2 separate regions of the Oryzias latipes genome follow, and region 1 is linked to region 2. Evidence: chromatin contacts called from public Hi-C data. All regions are on one chromosome and are shown on one strand. Each heading gives the region's core, a stretch centred on a gene start, on an enhancer-like site or on the middle of the called end of the contact. The rest is flanking DNA. Distances are from core to core; before and after follow the strand shown. Region 1 holds the start of LOC101173390 (interferon regulatory factor 4). Region 2 holds the start of LOC101172901 (transcription cofactor vestigial-like protein 4).

Region 1 (3,807 bases), core at 1,101-3,600, 160 kb after region 2:
CCACATCAGACAATAAGGATTTCTCTTCTCTGCAGTTTCTTTTATAGTTCTCATATTTTTCCTAATTAAAAACAAAAACAAAACAAGAACTTCAAACCAAAAAATATATTCATTTTTGTGTTAAAGTGTACACTCCCAACACTCCCAACACACACATTCTTTGTGCTTTCTACTGTGTATGCATTTCCAGCAGTGACTGTACTGTATAGTCAATCATTTTTATAATTATACTTTAGTATGTCATGTGTATAAAATCAGAAAGGTGGGGAGGTTTCTGTAGTTCGTGTACGATAGTGTGTAAATATTTTTTTATTTTTATTTTAAACAAAGCAAGTGTATTTATTTCCTGGTATGTCACCCGGATGTGTGTTTTTTTCCCTGATATATATGATGCTGCTTGATTTCTTTCTTAACTGGACACAAACAATGGAAGTCAAATGAAAAGAGGCTGGCAGGAGCTCATTCTCGGCATCTTCAGGTTTGTTTTTCTCTGCTGTAATGTAATCCGACATATTTAAAAGTAAAAAATAGGGGTTTTATTTATTGGGAGCCAGCAGCATTGTTCCATAGTTGGCTCCAATGGTTATTCTAACTGCTGAACTGATGAAGCAATAAACTTGGGAGGGAAAAAAACAAAACAACAAAAAACAGCAAACCCAGTTTGAGATTTCTTTGTGTAATTTGAAGGAAAGCAGAGTTATTATGGTGGGAGGACAACATGTAATACTCTTACAATCCCTTATATTTCGTTACATAAATATTTGCTGGGATTGTGGACGTATCGTTTGACTTGCTGGGCTGAGGTTTGCCATCAATGTTCCCATGATGAAAAGCAAACTGAAACTTGTCAAGCAAACACTGTGTGGTCATGTCTCTATCTGTGGTTTGTTTCTCTGAGGTTTTTCTGCGCATGCATTGATTGTGATTAATATGAAGCTTGCATTGTGTTTTGGTCTGATAGTGTCACGTAACTGCTAATTGCTGATATGATTCTTTTGCATTTCTGATGCACAGCATATAGAAGTGATACAAAACAGTACTAAAGGAAAAGTTGATGACAAAAAGACATAAAAAAAGCAATTGATGGGCCTCAAACCAATTACAAATGCTTTACTGCGTGAGGAAATATGAGTCACAGCCTCAAAGAGATGTCATAGATAGAGTACGGTCATATGCAAAAGATGGTCAGATAAACCAGAGCCAGTAAATAGAGACTGATTGTTTCTGCATGCTTTTAGGTTTGACAAAAGCTAACCCAGAGTTCTTGCAACTTTATTTATATAGCATCCTCTCAAACAGAAGTTGTAACAAAATTCACTTTGAAAATCAAAGTTTGTAAAATAAAAAAGGAAGCTTTATGAATTGTAATAATGCATATCCATCCATTCCATCCATTTTCTTAATCTGCTATATCCCTTTCTGGATCACAGGGTAATTTACATTTGAATGAAATTATTTTTGATTTATTTCATTTATATTCATGTCTTATTTAAGCAATAATAGATTTACAATTCTAATATTTAACATTCAAATGAAATAGACAAAAACAATCCTGACTTTTAAGAGATTGGAGATAAGACAGACAGCTATTAGATAATAATAATAATAATAATAAACGTTTAAGCTTTTCTAAAAAAACTAAAATAAAATAAAATAAACTACATTTTTTATGCAATTAATTGACTTTTTTTTTACTTTACAGCAATTATCAAGTAAAAAAATGGGAATGTGTAAAGAAAATATGCAATTAAAACAGTCAAATAAATTGTTTACACATAAAGAGTAGTTCTGATGCTGCTGTAATTTTTGCGTGTTACAAAAATCAAAAAGCAAGTCTGTGCAGTCTGTTATGTGCTTTGTTGTCATTTAAAAAAAATTATAGCCAGCAAACCTTATTCTAAAACTTAGAATATCTATCTATCTATCTATCTATCTATCTATCTATCTATCTATCTATCTATCTATCTATCTATCTATCTATCTATCTATCTATCTATCTATCTATCTATCTATCTATCTATCTATCTATCTATATATATATATAGATATCTATCTATATATATATATATATATAGATATCTATCTATCTATCTATCTATATATATATATATATATATATATATATATATATATATATATATATATATATATATATATATATATATATATATATTATGTATGTGTGTGTGGGTAAAACCATTTATTTTAATCTAACTGAAGAAAATCTCAAACACAAGTGTTGAATGCTGCTCTCTGCTGGAGGGGACAGGAGCTTACAACTTCTCCTTTTTTTTGTCTTGTTTAATTTAATGAATCATTTACTTAGATGTCTTTTTTTTTTCAAGTTCTTCCACTTTGACTTCGGGTATAATTTTCGGTCTCGCTTTCCACCGTACCTGTTGAGCACACCTGAGGCATCGGGCTGACAGTTCCCTGGCTGATAGGAGGAGCCTGTGTGTCAAACAGAAACTTCCACCCACGCAGCCTGCTGCATTCCTCTTTAAATGAATCTTTCACTTCGACTTTTTCTTTGCGTTTTCCATTCTTGTCAATAACCTGCAGGTCACTTGCGGATTTGGTTTGACCTAAAAACTCACTTTCTCTTTTATTCTAGTCTTATCACAATCCTAAAACTATTAAGACAAACACACAAAGGGTTTCCGAAGAGTGTCATTTGATAGATTGGGGTGTTTTAATGTAGATCATTTAAAAACTGCATAAACATTTATATTTTTGTAGGTTAAAATGTTCATTCAAACGCCTCCAGTCAGTTAACTGAGAAGCGATTCGTTTCTTCAGTTTAAAAGCAAACAACGGAAACTGAAAGTATCAAGTGTCTCAAAAAAAAAAAAAAAGCTTTCGCTTTCGCTTGAAGAGCGCACTTTTATCCGTGACTTCTGCATTCAAGTTTGCAGTTAGACCAGTCAATCCTAAACCTATCGATCTGGTCAGCCAAAGTACTTCATTTCGACGTGAGAACTTGCGGTAGGAGTACCGTGATCGGGGCCGCCTTTTTCGTTTGTGTTTTGATTGTATTTTCGGAGCGGCTGTGCACATGTGACATGTGAGAGTGGTTCCCGTGGAGCATGTGCTGAAGATGGATGAAGGGACAAAGCTGCACCTGAAAGAGTGGCTGGTCGCGCAGATAGAGAGCGGCAGATATGAGGGCCTGTGCTGGGAGGACGAGGCCAAAACCATGTTCAGAATCCCGTGGAAACACGCAGCCAAGAAGGACTACAAGCAGACGGAGGATGCGGCTCTGTTCAAGGTCGACGCGACTTAAGTTAAACTTTCGGGACACTCGGGACGTGGAACTCAAGTTTTAGATCTCCAAAATTGTATAATTTGAAGAGAAAAAAAAGTTACAGATGTATTTGAATCAATTGAAAGTTTACATGTCCAGTTACAGTGCATATGTGCAATTAGGTTTCCAATTTTCCTCTTTAAAAAAATATTTTTGATGATTAAATAACGTTTTTTCGTGCATAAATGTTGTTCCCTTGTAATTTACATGAATGAACAATCTCAAAACTGCAGCAATGGATGGAGTCGTGCGTTTTTTTCTGGTTTTGCGTCACTGACGCACGTGACGCACCTTTAAATTGTACTCCTTTCTGTAGAAAAAAATTATTCGTTTTTAAAGAGTCCGGCACAAAAATAGAGGATATCTACCTATGAACTGATGATTACATGAAGAATATATTTATATTTACAAATCTTGTATTTCTTTTAATAATGATGTTTGATTTTTGTAAGGGGGTGAAAGTTATTTCAGATTCAAAGATTTTTTTTTAATTAGGAGGGAAA
Region 2 (3,820 bases), core at 952-3,451:
CACCATCTACAAAGAACCCAGAGTTTTCAGTTTGATTTTAAAATCATTGTCTGATTCACTTTTAAATTCATAAAACATGAATAATTTGAAAACATTTTAGAGGAGTGCCAAGAATGAACTCCAACAAAAATCCTAGATGGTCCAAAGTAAATAAATAAATAAACAAACAATGAATTAATAAATCTTTGCTTTGGGCTCACCATTAATCTCTGAAATAGACAAGTTAGATTAAATGCATATATGAATTCAAGTGATTAATAGGTACACTCAGACTGCATTTACATTTATTTTTTCCTCTGTGGTCACAAATAATTAATGTTCTAAACATGTACACAACTCTTATGAACTTTATGTTATTTATGATCATATTTATGTCACTATAAATGTTTAAGTTTCTCTAAGCAATAACTTAAATATATTGGTAAATATTATATTTATGTACTTAATTATACATTTATATAAATAACATTTCTTGCACATTTGACTATGTAAAGCTATTATTTTGACAAAACAGATGCAATGTTTACTGTTAGACAATGGGAATGGAAATTTAGAAGAGACTTCATAATATTCTCAGTTACTTCAGTGAAGTACAGCTTGAATCAGTACCAACTGGATTTTTAAAAAGCTTTTTTTTCATTAAAAAAACTATTCCTCTGTTGAATTTTGTTTAAAAAAACAAACAAGCAAAACATGTCAACTTATAGCGCAGAAAAATCAAATTATTATTAAGCTGCACCCTTTACAAATCAGTGTCTTACAGCGACATCTGCTGGTGAATCTGGGCATTGATTGTTCCAATTCCAAGCCTCTGACATGTTAACCCTTGTGCTATCATATGACCCCCTTACATTGACGTGTTATCCCTACCATGACAAAGGTGGATAAAAGTGAAGAGGATTTCATGTAATCCATGGACACCAGTGAAGATCACAAATCATTGAAGAAAAAAGGTTCAGCGCACTGTCTAGTGCACGTTGAAGTGCCCATAGCATGAGGGTTAAACCACTTTCTGCTTTTGCAGTAGAGCAAACTTTGCTCCTGCAGGAGACATATTAAGCATTTGTGTAATGGTCGACTGTTAAAAAAAGAAAAGAAAAAAGGAAAGGCGTGTGATTCTTTGATGACACCAGTTTAACTTTTTTTTTCATTGTGTGCACTTTTTTAAAATACGGAAATGTGTTACTCTTGATGGGACAGTGATGGTAAGTGGAGCAGCTAGCACTGTGGTGTGCATCCCATAACCCCCAGATCAATGTGGACAAAACAAAAGAAATGGTGACCGACTTCAGAACATCTGGCAATCACCACACTCATCTGACCATAAATGGTGCTGCTATGGAGAAGGTCGACAGCGTCAAGTTCCCGGGGGTGCACCTCACTAATGTCTTGTCCTCCTCCACCAACTCAAGCACAGAAGCCTCTCAATCCCCTCTGGAGATTAAGGAAGGCTGGAATTCCAACACCTCACCTCATCACCTTCTACAAGGGCACCATTGAGAACATCCTGACACAGAGCTTCACATCCTGGTTTGGCAGCTGCCACGTTCAGGATAAACAACGGCTCAGCATGATTGTGAAGACTGCGAGCAAGATCGTTGGTGCACCTCTCCCGATCCTGCAGGAGCTATACGAGCAGAGCAACCACCATCATTAGGGACCCCCAGCACCCCTCTCATGGACTGCTCTCCCTCACGCCATCTGGGAGGAGGTTCAGCAGTATCAGCTGCAGATCCAGCAGGATGCTAAAAAGCTTCTTCCCACAGGCTGTGAGACTGCTGAATGGACTGTCCTCCTCATCTATTCATGCTCTCACAAACTCCACTCTGCAGTAAGACCAAAAGGATTACCCCCCCCCCCCCCCAAAAAAAAAAAAAAAAACTGCTGTAAAACGCACATAAGGTCACTTTAGTCACAGTTAATGCTGGTCTCCATTCATTTTAATTATATTTTTATTTTCATTTTATTCTACTGCATCTCTGTTTTTCTTATTTTACTGCTATTTTTTTATTCTTTGATTGCTTTTATTGCTTGCTTCCTTGCACTGCCATGCTAGTAAGAAACAACATCTCGTCTCACATTTGTATTTCTCTGCAAATACTATGTGTGGAATGACAATCAAGCAAATCTTGAATCTTGACGTGAATCAGACCGTCAGAGATGGTCTCCGTAGTGCTGCGATCAGTTCCGTGGTGTCGCCGCTAGGGCTGCTCGGTTCTCTTTTGTTCGAGAGTCCGGTGATAGAAGGAAAGGACAGACGAAGAGAACTATGCTGTTGTCGTGATTTTAAAATCATCTTTTTCATCAATTAAGTATGTTTATTTATTTAAACTATGAAAATTACTTTTTTGATTCGAAAGGCCTTTTTAAAACCAGTAAAGAATTGTGACAGAGTTTTTTTCTTCAGTGTTCAGTAGTTGATTTGAGAAAGTTAGCGTCTGTGCTAATCATGTTAGTTGTTTGTGTCGTCGCCACAACTACATTTATTGATTTAGCTCTCTGCTACAATAGTTAAACAACACTTTAAGTGTGAGGAAAGTTTCTTTCTTTTTTAAAATTATGTATGCAGTGACATAAACTATAACTTCATATTTTACTGTTAACTTTTTTCCTTTTAGTTTCCCCACTAAGCTGGCGTTGTAGCGGTTAGCTTCAAGCTAGTCTGGTTTAGCTTTGTACTTCTGTTAGCTCGTGGGCGTCGTGGCATTTGCTAACGTTAATGTTACGTTGGGAGACTCAGTAAACAAATCCTAAAACCCATTCGTGTGTTTTAAACCAAACACAACATATTTATCGTTCTCAACTACATATTTTTTCGTTTGCTCCTTCTTCAGGGAACATTTATCTGCGGCGGAATAGCCTGCTAACATCAATGTTAGCCACTAGCCTGTACGTGTAAATGCTATGTACTAGAATGGACCTGTTGAACTCTCAGTTCCTGGACAAGATGAACAATAACATTGGGAGACTACACTACGAAGGTTTGTTGTCTTCTTTGTGATTGTGTGGGGGGTGACGTCGGCTTGAATGGCACACGCACTGTTGTGTTTTGTATGTTAGCATAATAGTTTCTAGTTTGTGCTAGTATTAGTTATTTATTGATTTGTTTTGGCTGAACAAGCCAAACAAACATTTTCATCTTTTACTTGAAAAGTATTGATTTGCGTTTAATAGTATTTTACATTTAACATAAAGGGTTTAAATTACAGGCAATCATATAATAACTTGGCGCTTTTTACGTTAACGTTTTTCAAAATTTCACTTGACCTATCGCAAATGTATACTTTTATACTTAAAAATACTGCAAAGTTGGTTATTTAATATACTGTTTGTATGATAAACTTTTTAGTCAGTCAGAATACTGACAATCAGGACATTATTGCTGCCTAAACAAAGGACTTTTTTAATTGACTTTTTAAAATTAATTTGAAATTGAAATGGAATATTTTACGTCACCCGGTTTGACCTGAATTCAATAAAATGTAAATTTGTTAATACATTCCCATTATATAAGAGTGATCATTATTATTATCGTTATTTTTTGGTTAGGAGAAAACATTTTTTTGTGTATCAAGCAATGTGAACTGAAAAAAGGTGAAACTGTCAATAATTAGTTTTTAAATATTAATAGTTACAGAAAAGCTGCTTGTTGCTTCCTTTTAAGGTAGTTGCTTTGAAGAAAAATTGATTTGTTGAAAGTACCTGGTAGATATATATTTTGTTTTTCAGTGATGAAAGTCTTCCGGGAATTCCCGGAAATCCGGGTTTTTGAGCAAACCGAACGTACTTTCCGGGAAATAAAGACCTGATCTCTACGGAC

Evidence for each region. Hi-C and Micro-C count contacts between places; a contact is called where the count stands out from the background.
Region 1: a contact with region 2 is called in a Hi-C map of embryo, with 1.9 times the contacts expected there. The contact joins the promoter of LOC101173390 here to the promoter of LOC101172901 in region 2. A contact is called at or near these places in 3 of 5 Hi-C or Micro-C datasets (embryo, fibroblasts and gastrula embryo).

The regions. Positions count from the first base shown.
Region 1 is chr7:17,869,071-17,872,877 of ASM223467v1, forward strand. LOC101173390 (interferon regulatory factor 4) reads left to right here and starts at 2,351. Exons shown (of 8, transcript XM_023956722.1): 1 at 2,351-3,268. The coding sequence starts at 3,098. It overlaps LOC101173146 (bone morphogenetic protein 7), which reads left to right. Exons shown (of 8, transcript XM_011477302.3): 8 at 1-655.
Region 2 is chr7:17,706,674-17,710,493 of ASM223467v1, forward strand. It overlaps LOC101172901 (transcription cofactor vestigial-like protein 4), which reads left to right and starts at 2,202. Exons shown (of 6, transcript XM_004070792.4): 1 at 2,202-2,312; 2 at 2,835-2,981. The coding sequence starts at 2,900.